Linked DNA regions of Mus musculus: all the other regions are linked to region 2. A link is a contact called in public promoter capture Hi-C data. All regions are on one chromosome and are shown on one strand. The core of a region is the stretch at or near the end of the contact, and the rest is flanking DNA. Distances in the headings are between cores, read along the strand shown. Region 1 holds the start of 9030622O22Rik (a long non-coding RNA gene). Region 2 holds the start of Gzf1 (GDNF-inducible zinc finger protein 1). Region 3 overlaps 9030622O22Rik (a long non-coding RNA gene). Region 4 has its middle 60 kb from the start of Gm25516.

Region 1 (2,714 bases), core at 212-2,711, 640 kb before region 2:
GCCGGGCATTTAAGGCAAAGACGGAGAACGAGGGTTTAAGAAATAATGAGCGGGACAGATAGACAGTAGTAAAGATAGTTTTTTTTTTTCCTTTTTCTTCCCCAACCTCCGCCTCCACAACCACCCCACCGGTGAGCAACGATTCCTGGGCTTTACTCTTACAAGTCAAATCGCCTATTGATGAGCCACCTCTCTGTCCCCAAAGAGGTCTTTTCTGAACCCTGTCCTCAGAACTTTAGGGTACTGTATTTTCAGCAGGCTACAGTGGAAACTAGTGAGGTGAGGTTGGCACCTTCCTGCAGGCAGCGGAAAGAAGCGCTTGAGCCTAGTCTATCTTCCAAAGTCCTGTTCTAGGACCCCTACACGCGCAAGTGCAACACACCGGATCACGCTCCTAAAACAAGGCGGTGCGACTGGCTTGTAATGGGACTGGGATGATAGACGACCCGCGGCACGCTTTGACTTTCTCTCCAGGACCCAGCTCGTGACCCCAGTGGCTCTCCACTGCGTAAACGCCAGTGCTTCTTGCGAACTAAAGTGACTCGGCTTTTAGGAAAGGCGCTTTCTCTTTCCCTGCAGGGGTTTGGAGGTGCCCTAGTCTGCCGGGATCTGGGAAACAGCATAGAACACACTCAGAGCTGTAAGCTCCCTGCACTCTGTGGCCTCCGCTCCTCCTCCTCCATATCCCCCCAGATTCACGCACAAACCGGCGGTCCCCGACCATAGATTGTGAGGCCAAGGGCGCGCTCACGCTCCCCCACCACACGCGCACCCCAGCTCTTATGAAACTAGCAGCTCCCTGTTCGAATCTCCAGTTGGAGTGACTGCAGTGTCTGGGTTTCTCATCGCCTCAGGAACCAAACTCCGAAACTGCGAGAGTTTTAAACTCCTAGACTCCTGGTTTTTCTAAGTGGCCGTGCAGTCACGAATCTCCCACCCCCTGCAAAAACACTATTCCCCAACCTCCTGGGTCTTCCTGAGCTGGGTGCACCTCCCAGTCCTCTCAGAGGCACACGAGCTAGCTCGACTGGGGGAGGGTAGGCGTGTGGACCCGAGTGGGGGGCGGACTCTGTGCGGGGAGCCCGGGCGTGGCCCCCGAGTGGGTGCTCTCCCTACCTGCGGTGGCCTGCGGGCAAGCGGGCGTCGGAGCGTCCTGCGCTCGGAGGGAGGCGGCGGACTGCTCCCAGCCGAGGCATCCCTGCATTTATTTGAGCTCAAACCGAGCGACTGTTGACTTTAGCACACAAAGCAAAGATTTCACTGCCCGCTAGTTTAAAAATGAATATTTTACCAAGATATCGATCAGCGTTATAAAATTCAGTTAAGTACAATGGGATCCTGGAAAAAAAAGAATAATAAAGGAGGGGGAGGCAATATAATATCTGTGCAAATTTGCTGAAGTGTGACGTGGCATGAAAAGTTTACCCTCCTGGAATTCGGATCTAGAATGTTTTTTTCGGTTGTTTACTGACTTTGTTTATTCACAGATCACGGTTGCTTAAACCCCAGCGCGAGGAAGGCGGCGGGCAACAGGAAGAAAAAGAGAAGGGGGAGAGCCGCTGCACCCAGCAATGCATCGAGTTGGGGTGGAGGGAGGGATCCCTGAGCTCCTAAACTTGGAACTGGGGGGGCCCGGGGGGGGGGGGAAAGCTGACGTGGTCTGTGAGGAAGACACCAGAAGGGCCGAAAAGTCTCAGAGGGCGCAGCTCCCCGACAACCTTTTTATGTATTCGTACAGAACTATATCTTATCGGCAGGGATCAGTGGAGGGGGCGCACTAAGTAGTTTAAAACGACCCTCGAACAATGGGCGAGCGATAAGAAACATAGCAGGTTAGGGCAGCGCTTTCAGTCTCCATTGTCCCCCCCACTCGGCCCCCAGCCCTGCCTCTCCGCTCCTTCGCCACAGGAGCCTTTTATGTGATAATGAAACACATTTCAGGCTGGGCTCGCGACGTGTGTGTCCTGGCCCAGCAAAGAGAAGGCCTGATTGCTGGCCGCGGCCTGCGAATCCCTCCTCCTTCAATTTCTCTTCCTTGTGTTCTGAGGAACAATGTGACTTGTTAAAATAGGATTTTGGGGGTGGGGGTTGGGGGAAGACGCGCACACACGCACACACACACACACACACACACACACACACACACACACACACACACACGAGCAAAGGAAGGCCAGGCCTGCGGAGGAGGGATGGAGATGAGCAGTGGCAGAAATGGATCAGAGAGGAGGTCAGGCTGAGGTTCTTGTGGGACATTCCAGGTTGCAATAATTAGGCATAGCAAGATGTCGGGGCTAAGCAGCAGTCCCTTAGTAGAAACACCTCTGATGCCTGCTTGGGTTTTTAACAGACATAACTCTTTTATGTTTCTTTCCATGGGAATGGCCTATGGAAAGTCAGACTGGGGGCGGGCGGGAGGGACAGCTTCAAGGGCAGGAGATGCAGGTCAGCGTGAGGAGGCTCCTTTTGCAAAACACGACCTCCTCTACAGTTACCCGTCAATTTGGAAAATCTGCAGAGTGGTGGAAATGATTGGTGAGGTTTTATTTGGGGTCTTTGTATTTTCCTGGAGGCTCACAAAATACCCATTCAGTCCCTGGGCCTCAAGTGTGGTTTGCCTATAGGAGCTTCCTAAGCTAACAAACAGCTTTGCCCTGGCTGGTAGAAGGGAGACACCATTCCTGAGACACTGGGATTTCACTACTTTGGGAGTC
Region 2 (3,014 bases), core at 275-2,774:
TTTCCCCCACACCCCTTTTGTTCACTTGGCCCATGGATCTGGATGGGAAAACTATCCATGCCTCAGGCGGCTTTGGCTGAGGTGACATCTCCCAGAAGCCAGTAGTGGGAGACAGAAGAGGAGGTGCGGTTGTCAGGGCAACTCCTAATTGCCCCCCACCCCCACCCCACCCCCCTGCTTAGGAACGACAATATATACCTTTCCACCAGTCCAACTAAATGCACTCAACTTTCATCCCACAGAAATGTCGGGGCCCCTTGCTGGTCCAATAAAGCAGTCTCAGCCTGTTGAGCTAGAGTTTAAATACTTCTGTCTCATTTTTCGTACACATAGATTTCCCTTTTGAATATGCTCAGTTTATTCACACAAACACTCCCTATAATACCATGCTATTATAAAGATTAAGGGACTCCCAGCTCAGGGTTGGTTCATCAGCATATCGAAGCCTGCTTGGCTCATAGGAGCTGCCATGTGGTTGGCTCCATAACACATCTTGAAAACATTACATTATTTCAAATCACACAAAATGGTTTTACTTATATTCCAAACTGGGTTGTAAATCGAGATTTCATTCTTCTGTGTAGCAAAACAGTTTATGGCTTATCACACACACACACACACACACACACACACACACACGTGTATTCCAAGATATAATCATCAATATCTATTGAAGTCATAGTTTAAACTAACTTCACCTTGTAAGAACTTTTATTTCAGGTAATTGGCTTAATTCAGTGGCTAGATCGCCTCTTTGCAGCAGGAGCTAGTTAAAAGAACAAGGCATTTGGGAAGTTGAAGGAGCTATCAATCTCGTGGGCATTTCTACTTGAAATAGCCGGCTTCCACCCTAGAGAAAGACACGGTCTGTATTAAGACAGAGGCCAGTTAGTTTTCTAGAGGATTAGATATATTTTAAAGGGAGGAAAAAGCACTGTTTCGCTAAACTAAATGTTCAACGAAAGAAGTGACCAGAGACATTCTATTCTCAGCAAGAAGAGGTCTAGCTGGCTGGTGGCAGTAGGGAGGCGACTTCGTAAAGCTTTAGCAGTAGGTGGAAGCATGATCAACATTTACCGGGAACTGGAAGTGTCAGGCAGGATTTTCTAATGACCAGGTTTTAATTAAGATCATGAGTGGGATTTAAAGCGGAATGATTCAAGAAATACAAAGCTGCGCCAGCCTTCCCATCCCACCCCGGCCGTGCCCTACGCCAAGACTTGACCCACCGAGGCACCCCGGAAGGCTAGAAAAATCCTGCTTCCAGCAACCTGCTGACCAATGCCTAGCTGCGCAGCTGGAGCTTGTCCCAACTTTGTCAAATAGCTCTGCCCCCAACCACTGCGGTGTTCTGCGCAGGCGCGGCCTTGGATAGACGCTGGTGGTAAATCCGGGATCTGCTAGCTAGGGGCCCTGCTCAAACTCACGTAAGATCACGTAACCAACGGCCGGAACCGCCTTTGCAGCTGGAGGTGCGCGCGCAGCGCCTTCCTAGCCTACGGGGGGCGGAGCCCACTAGGGGGCGGGGCGCGCTCGTGGCGACCAATCCGCGGACCCTGCGGTCCGCTGTCCCTGCTGGCCTGGGCCAGGGTACGGGTCCGTGGAGGCACTGGCTAAGAGGTGAGCGTGCTGCCGACTGGTTCGTCTTCTAGGCTGTCCTCTGTCTTCTGTCCCTTGGAGCGGCGGGCTGTGGGGGATGTAGGCACAGGACGGGGAGTACGGGGGTGCGGCGGGACAGGCCGAAATGACCACGCAGGCTGGACTCTGGAGGCCGGAGGAAGGGCTGGACCTTGCCGCCAGAGTTCATTCTCCCTGCGGCTTTGGAAGATCATCGGTGGTCCGGGACTCGGGGTAGCCAAGGTGGGGTCAGAGGTGGTGCAGTCAGAGAGGCCACCGACACCGACCTTTATTCCCTGCCTGAGAGCCAGGATCCCTCTAGGGTGGGCAGGCTGCGGAGAACAGCGTCTCCTGGAGGCCTGGCCTGGGAGTCCCGACCCCGGGACTACTAGGCGACCTTGGTGAGGAGGCTAGGCCCACCCTGAGACGGCCGAATGCCAATGAGTTACAATGGAACACAGCTGTCACTAGACCTCAAATAGCCGCTCGCTATGACCGGTGTCTGCCCCCAGGGGAGGTAAACAGGGAAATCTGCTCAGGGCCTTCTTGGCTGATGGTGAAGTCGCTGCCAGATCTCCTGGAAGAACTTCGATTTCCCTTGAGGGACCAGGGCGAGGTGTTAGGAAATCAGGCTGGCCGTATGGGCATCGGGCCAAGAGGGGTCTTCAGCTTTAGTCTTCAGGCTGGGGCCGGGGATTCTGAAGAGCATTGGCCCTTGAGTACTTGCCTCTTGTCTCTCTCATACCAGTATTTCCTTTATTTAAGCTTCCTCTGTAGGTAGGTAGTGTTCCCTGTAGAGTCCCCTTTAGTCAACATGACATTCCACAGGTGCCAAATTTACAATTGCACTCTCTAGGAGTCTTTTCTGTGTTTGAGACTGGAGATTTTGGGTAGTGGTCTCTTGAATGAAATGGAGAGGCAATGGCAGATCCAGGTAGACATATGGAATCCAAGGTGATGTCTAGCGTCAGGTGAAGGAGATCTAGGAATGCTCTGGAGGGTGGAGACTTGGAGACCCATGTAAGCCTGGAAAAGGAAGTTAGATTCAGAGACAGAGGACTCTGAGAAGAGTGCACAAAGCAGAAGACAGGAAGTTGGGCTAGCATTTTGGAATCCAGGACAGGAATCTTGGGGGATATGTTAACTGCAGGGGAATAACCTTTCATTTGGTGAAGCTGGAGTTGAGGGGGTTGTTGACAAACTATAGTTGAACCAAGACGGGCATGAGGCTCCGGTTCAAGATGCCCATCAGCCAGCTAATCATACTGGCCTGTCACCCGTAAGATGAGATGTCCTTTACAGGTGTGTAGGAAGCCCACCATGAACCAGCAAAGGTCAGACAAGTTGGAAGTGTTTGCTATGTTGTGTTCCATAAAGGCTCAGAATGGCTGGGTCTT
Region 3 (2,704 bases), core at 120-2,619, 740 kb before region 2:
CTGGCTGATTTGCCTTTCCTCTTCCTTCCTTCCATTCTGTCTACTTCCCTGTTCCTCTCTTTCCCTCCTATCCTCTCCATTTTCTTCTGTTGCCTCTTCTAGATTATTTCCTAACCTTTCTCCCTTTTCCCTTTCTCCCGCTCTCTTCCCATCCCTATTCCCCATTTTTCTGGTGCTTCCTAAATTAATATTCTAAATAAACTTATTCCCCTATACCTTTGTTACTTCCTTTCTTTCTTCTTCCCTTTTCTCCTCCTCTTCCTCTTCCTCCTCCTGCCCCTCCTCCTCCTGCCCCTCCTCCTCCTGCCCCTCCTCCTCCTGCCCCTCCTCCTCCTGCCCCTCCTCCTCCTCCTCCTCCTCCTCCTCCTCCTCCTCCCCCTCCTCCTCCTCCCCCTCCTCCTCCCCCTCCTCCTCCTCCCCCTCCTCCTCCTCCTCCTCCTCCTCCTCCTCCTCCTCCTTGTGTCCTGGGTGCTGGGATTGTGTGCCACCATGCCCAGCCTATATATTTGTTTCTTGATGTTCTTTAGGGAACATTGGTCCAGGGCACTGACCAATGCATTGACTGAAATGCATCCTTCAAGGACTCAATGCAGAACTTACCTCTTTCCAGAATCCTTCCTTGCTCTCCTCCCTGACACTTAAGGTTGGGACAGGAGTGTGCCCCATGGACTCCCTGCACAAATTTCTCAATCCTGTTTCTTAGCAAATAGATGGTCTCTAGCAAAACCACCCCCATTCTCATAGTTCACGTTCCAAAGGTAACTCCAGCTCCAAGCTGCCCTGGCTTCACCTCTCGTGGAAGTTCTCCTAGGAAACACTTATCGATCAGTGCTCGCTGGGACACTGGTATTGACAATTTGCCTTTTCTCAGAAACACACAGCAAAAACACCCTTTCAGATGTAGGTTGAAACAACTTCCATTGCTCAACATTAGCTTTTTTTCCTGGAAACAGCTGATAGGAAAGGGATGTTAACTACTGATAAATTATTTCCCAAGCCACTTTGAACATATGGACCCAAGTGCACAGAGAACATGAACTCTAAACTTTGAGGGTAGAGTCAGCTATTTCAGCAGTTTCCTGCATAGGAAGACGGGAAGCTATTTCTTCTTTACCCTAGGGAGTTGTGCCTCCAAAGTAGCTTTCTCAAAGTAATGTCCCCAAGCACGACAGCTTAAGTTGTTTCTCTAATTCAGACAAAAGTACAAGAAAAGATCTTCATGGGTCTGAACTTAAAATGATTGTGCCTTACAAATGACATTGGCTTGACTCTTTGGCCTGAATCCAAAGTAAATGGACACCTGTTCATCACATTTCCAAGTGAATGTGCCTCTCCCAAGGCTGCAAGAGTTGGGAGGCAGCAGACAGCTGATAGGTCAGGGCAGGATTCCTCAGTTGTTTTCAGATGACTTGTCTACCAGTTCCTCTTCAGGTAAGTTACAGGCACCGTCCCTGGAGACCTGGAGACTGAAGGCATATGAACAGAGATTAGTTTTCTAGAAACAAACCACAAGGAGAATAAAGTCCACAATGAAAACTGAGGTAGAGCCTGTGGAGTCTTTAGAAGAAGAAAGATGGCCTCAGAACTATTGAAAAAGCACTGTGAGGCCTTAGCTGAGTGTGTGTGCAGCTGATAAACCCAACAAGCCCTTTACCCACGCTTTCCTGTAAGAAGCAACTGTACTGAACTAACTTCCCAGGGACTTGGATAGATGGGATCAATTCAGCAGGACCCTCTGTACTGAGACTCAAGGTTTTGGGTTTTCTGTGACACATGGCAGAAAATGTCAATGTTTAGAGGTGGGGCAGGTACGTTGTTAATAGATTTCTCTTCCTACAGCTTCATGTTACTAGCTTGGACTAACTAAACTCTGATCCCTAATAAAGATGCACATTTATAGTCATACAGGCTGGAAACAATAGTCCAGCAACAAAAAGGTGGGTAAATAGCAGAAGAATGAAAATATCACCTGTCCAACCCACATTGTGTTGCTCTCGGAAAGCAGCTGCCTCACACAGAGAGCACATATGAAAGATGAGCATGTTTACTAGAATAGTGTATTCACCTGTAACGTCTTTGGGACACCACTCATGCTCCCCTGAATCCCTCACTCATATGAGGAGACCATGCCTTTCCCTGTCTCCACTATGCATCAAGATCTTCTGCCCAAACGAGAACCTGGCTCAATGTTGAGTTCTGAAGGCTTTGCCCTGACATTGTATACACTGCTAGGAGAGTGGGGCGACCCAGGCCAAAGAAGCGTTGGCTCTGTCCATCTGTCTCCACATCTCACTTCAGGCAATAAAGCATCTGACAGAAGTTAAGTCTGATGTCACTTGGTCTGCCTTTGATTCAGGCAGAGGGAGAGGGAGAAACTAAGCAAAGCCTCAGAGGACCATCTTTGTGTTAAATGATAAGCATCCAGTTTCAGTATCCTCCATCTCTTACAGACACTTAGTGAATTCGTAGAGGAGGGAGGTATAGACCTAGGAGGATTCTGAAAATATGGGGTGAGAGTTAAGGGAAGGATGGACTGTGCTCACTGAGACCCGGTTAAGACATTCGGGGTTTGTTTTGATTTTTGTCTTCTTTGAGATAGTGCTCCCCTATGCAGCCCATCACGGCCTCAAACTTAATGTACAACCTAGTATTACACTCATGTACTCCTTTCTGAGCCTCCTGAACACTGGCATTACAGGCATGC
Region 4 (2,880 bases), core at 319-2,818, 870 kb before region 2:
ATGTGGGATTTAGAGGCTGCAGCACTGAAGAAAAAAAAGTCATGAATCCATGAATCAAAACAGAGTTTCTCAAGTGCTTTTCTTATAGTTCGATGGTAAAGCAGTTGCCTAGTTTGTGTGAGGCCATAGGCTTGGTCTCCAGCACTGCAAGTAAACAAAATAAAAGAAATAAGAAAAAGTTTATATACCACAGTGTTGACCTTTGGTGTGTTGTGTTCACTGCAAAATCCTCAGTCCTAGTTTTCTCATCTGATAGATGCAATAATGAGACTCTTTCATCTCAGAAGCTGTTTCTTTGATAAATATCAGAAAAGCTCCTGGCCTCTTGGAGGCATGAGCCCAAACCTCAGCTACATCTTATGATGGTTCATTCATTTCCAGACTTGCTTTCTCCTCAGTTACAGCGAGTGCTTCTGGTCCCTAGATCTGTTGGGAGGAGAGTAAAAGGAACACCAGGACATAGTCACCAGTATGAAGGGCTTGTGTTCATGGTTGTACAGCAGAATGGATGGTACCCACTCATGTTGGGTAGGATTCTGTCTCTTCCCACTTCTCTCTCCTGAATGGCAGAGGGAACCCTACTCCCTCACCTTCTCAGAGCAGCAGAAAATCTTCCTGTATCCTCTGAGTGAACTTAACACTATGTCCAAACATCATATAAGCAGTAACAAGAGGAAACCCCTCACACCCACTTTGGTACACCTTGGTGTTTGCCATTATTAGAACAGCAAACGGAGTGCTGTTGATTCACAGGCTTGTGGTTTACCAACCCCAGCAGCTCAGTTCCTCTTCCTACCCTGTGACTCATGAATACGCACCAAATCCTAAATAGTTTATTTACTGTTTGAATGCCTTTTTGCTTCTTGTCCTATTTCCCTCTGGACAGATAACCTAAGGTGCTTTCTTTACTCACAGAAGTAAATATGCAAACAAGAAATATTCTTTTAGGAATAAAGCAAGACAGAACACCAGAAATTTTGCAGACAAGGGAAGAAAAACGTCTACTACTGGGCTTCACTTAAAAAAAAAAAAAAAAAAAAAAACTCAGTTCTAATATCGAACCCAGCACAATGCTCATTCACAGAATATTTTTGCATCAGGTGAAATTATATAGAAACCTTACTTAGAAGAACCCTGAAGTATGGTGATGTTCAGGACAAAGGACTTGGTCCGCCAGAAGGTGATCATGAGTCCTGGCTTCCTTTGGGGGAATGGAAGGGATTGCTTGGTAACCCATCCTACTTCACAGGCCCTCTATGGTGTGGCCATGTGAGCTGTGTCCCGGGCTAGGACCATTGAGGAGCTGAAGAGCTTGGTAGAAAAACCTAACTGTAGACTACCAAATCTGTACTTCAGGAGAGTGCAGGTGAGCCGTGTGCATGTTCCAATTAGTGACCTTGGCAAATGCTGCCAGAATTTTGCTGGCCACATATTCCAAAGGTTAGTCTATGTTTCACTGAAATTTACAGAGTAACTTTTCCAAAGTTTTTTATCTAGATAATGGCAGAGGTGAGTGCTTCTTGGAGCACAGTGTTTGCTGTCATTGTCCCCGAGCCTCCCACATGGACAGCACTGTTGCAAACTTCCTAGTCTGTCCTCCAGCAAGAGCTTCCCTATGGTGCTTCCTTGGTTCAAGTGAGAACTTGTATCTTTAGATGATTACAAACCACTCTCTCCCTCTGCGAAAACATCCAGTCCCTTGCCCTAAGAAGAGTTTAGGACACCAGGACAGCCCATATCTGAATTCTGTGCAGATTTTTTTTTCTTTCTGAACATCTCCGGTCAAGTTCAGAATCTCTACTTTTCAGAACCATTCCCCCTAAAGTGGTCCAGGGTTTGTCCCTCTGCTGCTAGGGCCACTTGATGCCATGTCGTGGGTGAGCAGTAGATTTCACATTTTTCTAATGCACTAGTGTGTGACTAGAATTATAATTATCCTCTCGTTTCCAGGTGGTTCATTGGCAAACTGGCAGGCTGGATGCTGGCGCTGTTTCTTTGTATTCTCTCACATGTTATACACGTGAGAGACAGAGCTATAGAGAAGGCTTTGAGTCTCAACCAACAGCAACAATAAATCTTCTTGTAATAACACTCTGTACCTGTGTGTTGGTTAGTTTTATGTCAGCTTAAAACATGCTAGAGTCATTTGAGAAGAGGAAACTTAAGTTGAGAAAATGTCCTTACTAGAATACCCTATCAACAAACTGGGGTTCATTTACTTGATTGATGGTTAATGTGGGAGGGCCCAGCTCACTGGGCACTACGCCACCTCCGGGCTGGTTATCCTGGGTTCTATAAGAAAGCAGGCCTTGCAAGCCATGAAGAGCAAGCCAGTAAGCACTATTCATTCTTGGCTTCTGCTTTATGTCCCGCCTCTGAGCTCCTACCTCAAGTTCCTGCTATGACTTCTCTGGATAAAGTACTACAAGCTGTAAAATGAAATTTTATCCTTTCCTCTCCAAATTGCCTTTGGTAATGGTGTTTTATCACAATAGTAGAAACCTAAGTCAAACAGCCACAACAGGAGACATATAGACCATAGACACTGACGCTTGACAAGAAGTGCAGTCCAGAAGATTAGCCATAAGGTGCAAATGTAAGCACATCACTTAAACTTGTGTAATTTTCTTGGTAGTGCTTCTGTTTCTAACAACTGATCTCAATGGCCTCTGGGCAGTCAAGTTAAAGATTATCCTCGGTAATTTAATAAATCTATTATAACCACCTAGTGGGTGTTTTCTATGACTGTGTTATTGATTCCATTGTGTAGAAGAAACAGGGAAGGCTCTGACAGGTTAAGTCACTACCTAGGCCTAATACACCACACAGTAGCTTCAAATTCTTCTACATCACTGTAAAATTTGTGTTGTCAGTCATGAT

The links. Promoter capture Hi-C pulls out the DNA fragments that hold promoters and counts their contacts.
Region 1: a contact with region 2 is called in a promoter capture Hi-C map of liver, with 4 times the contacts expected there. The contact joins the promoter of 9030622O22Rik here to the promoter of Gzf1 in region 2. A contact is called at or near these places in 17 of 39 promoter capture datasets (the 3T3-L1 cell line, the C10 cell line, the HPC-7 cell line and 11 more), 8 of 484 Hi-C or Micro-C datasets (LSK cells, embryonic stem cells, hematopoietic stem and progenitor cells and 1 more), 16 of 115 datasets of contacts at active chromatin or transcription factors (the NIH/3T3 cell line, astrocytes, embryonic forebrain and 9 more) and 2 of 9 other capture datasets (adipose tissue and embryonic stem cells).
Region 3: a promoter capture Hi-C map of liver shows a contact between it and region 2, with 3 times the contacts expected there. The contact joins the enhancer-like site here to the promoter of Gzf1 in region 2. A contact is called at or near these places in 5 of 39 promoter capture datasets (the 3T3-L1 cell line, the C10 cell line, hippocampal neurons and 1 more), 1 of 484 Hi-C or Micro-C datasets (liver) and 2 of 115 datasets of contacts at active chromatin or transcription factors (the NIH/3T3 cell line and stem cell-derived neural progenitor cells).
Region 4: a contact with region 2 is called in a promoter capture Hi-C map of liver, with 3 times the contacts expected there. The contact joins the enhancer-like site here to the promoter of Gzf1 in region 2. A contact is called at or near these places in 13 of 39 promoter capture datasets (the 3T3-L1 cell line, 3T3-L1-derived adipocytes, the C10 cell line and 8 more), 4 of 484 Hi-C or Micro-C datasets (cortical neurons, embryonic fibroblasts, liver and 1 more), 18 of 115 datasets of contacts at active chromatin or transcription factors (the NIH/3T3 cell line, astrocytes, craniofacial prominence and 14 more) and 1 of 9 other capture datasets (adipose tissue).

The regions. Positions count from the first base shown.
Region 1 is chr2:148,039,025-148,041,738 of GRCm38.p6, forward strand. 9030622O22Rik (a long non-coding RNA gene) reads right to left here and starts at 1,462. Exons shown (of 13, transcript XR_866820.3): 1 at 1,117-1,462.
Region 2 is chr2:148,679,596-148,682,609 of GRCm38.p6, forward strand. It overlaps Gzf1 (GDNF-inducible zinc finger protein 1), which reads left to right and starts at 1,525. Exons shown (of 6, transcript NM_028986.3): 1 at 1,525-1,620. It overlaps Gm46771 (a long non-coding RNA gene), which reads right to left and starts at 1,349. Exons shown (of 2, transcript XR_001783505.2): 1 at 1,230-1,349; 2 at 683-850.
Region 3 is chr2:147,943,567-147,946,270 of GRCm38.p6, forward strand. It overlaps 9030622O22Rik (a long non-coding RNA gene), which reads right to left. Exons shown (of 13, transcript XR_866820.3): 13 at 893-1,466. Among named protein-coding and RNA genes, the nearest start is that of Gm35579, 44 kb to the left of the region's middle. Within about 2 kb of position 1,370, at least 4 of the 459 cell types and tissues checked have an H3K27ac peak or open chromatin away from gene starts, as enhancers often do. A contact at or near this core is called in liver, where this site is marked.
Region 4 is chr2:147,812,958-147,815,837 of GRCm38.p6, forward strand. No RefSeq gene overlaps it. Among named protein-coding and RNA genes, the nearest start is that of Gm25516, 60 kb to the right of the region's middle. Within about 2 kb of position 1,569, at least 14 of the 459 cell types and tissues checked have an H3K27ac peak or open chromatin away from gene starts, as enhancers often do. A contact at or near this core is called in liver, where this site is marked.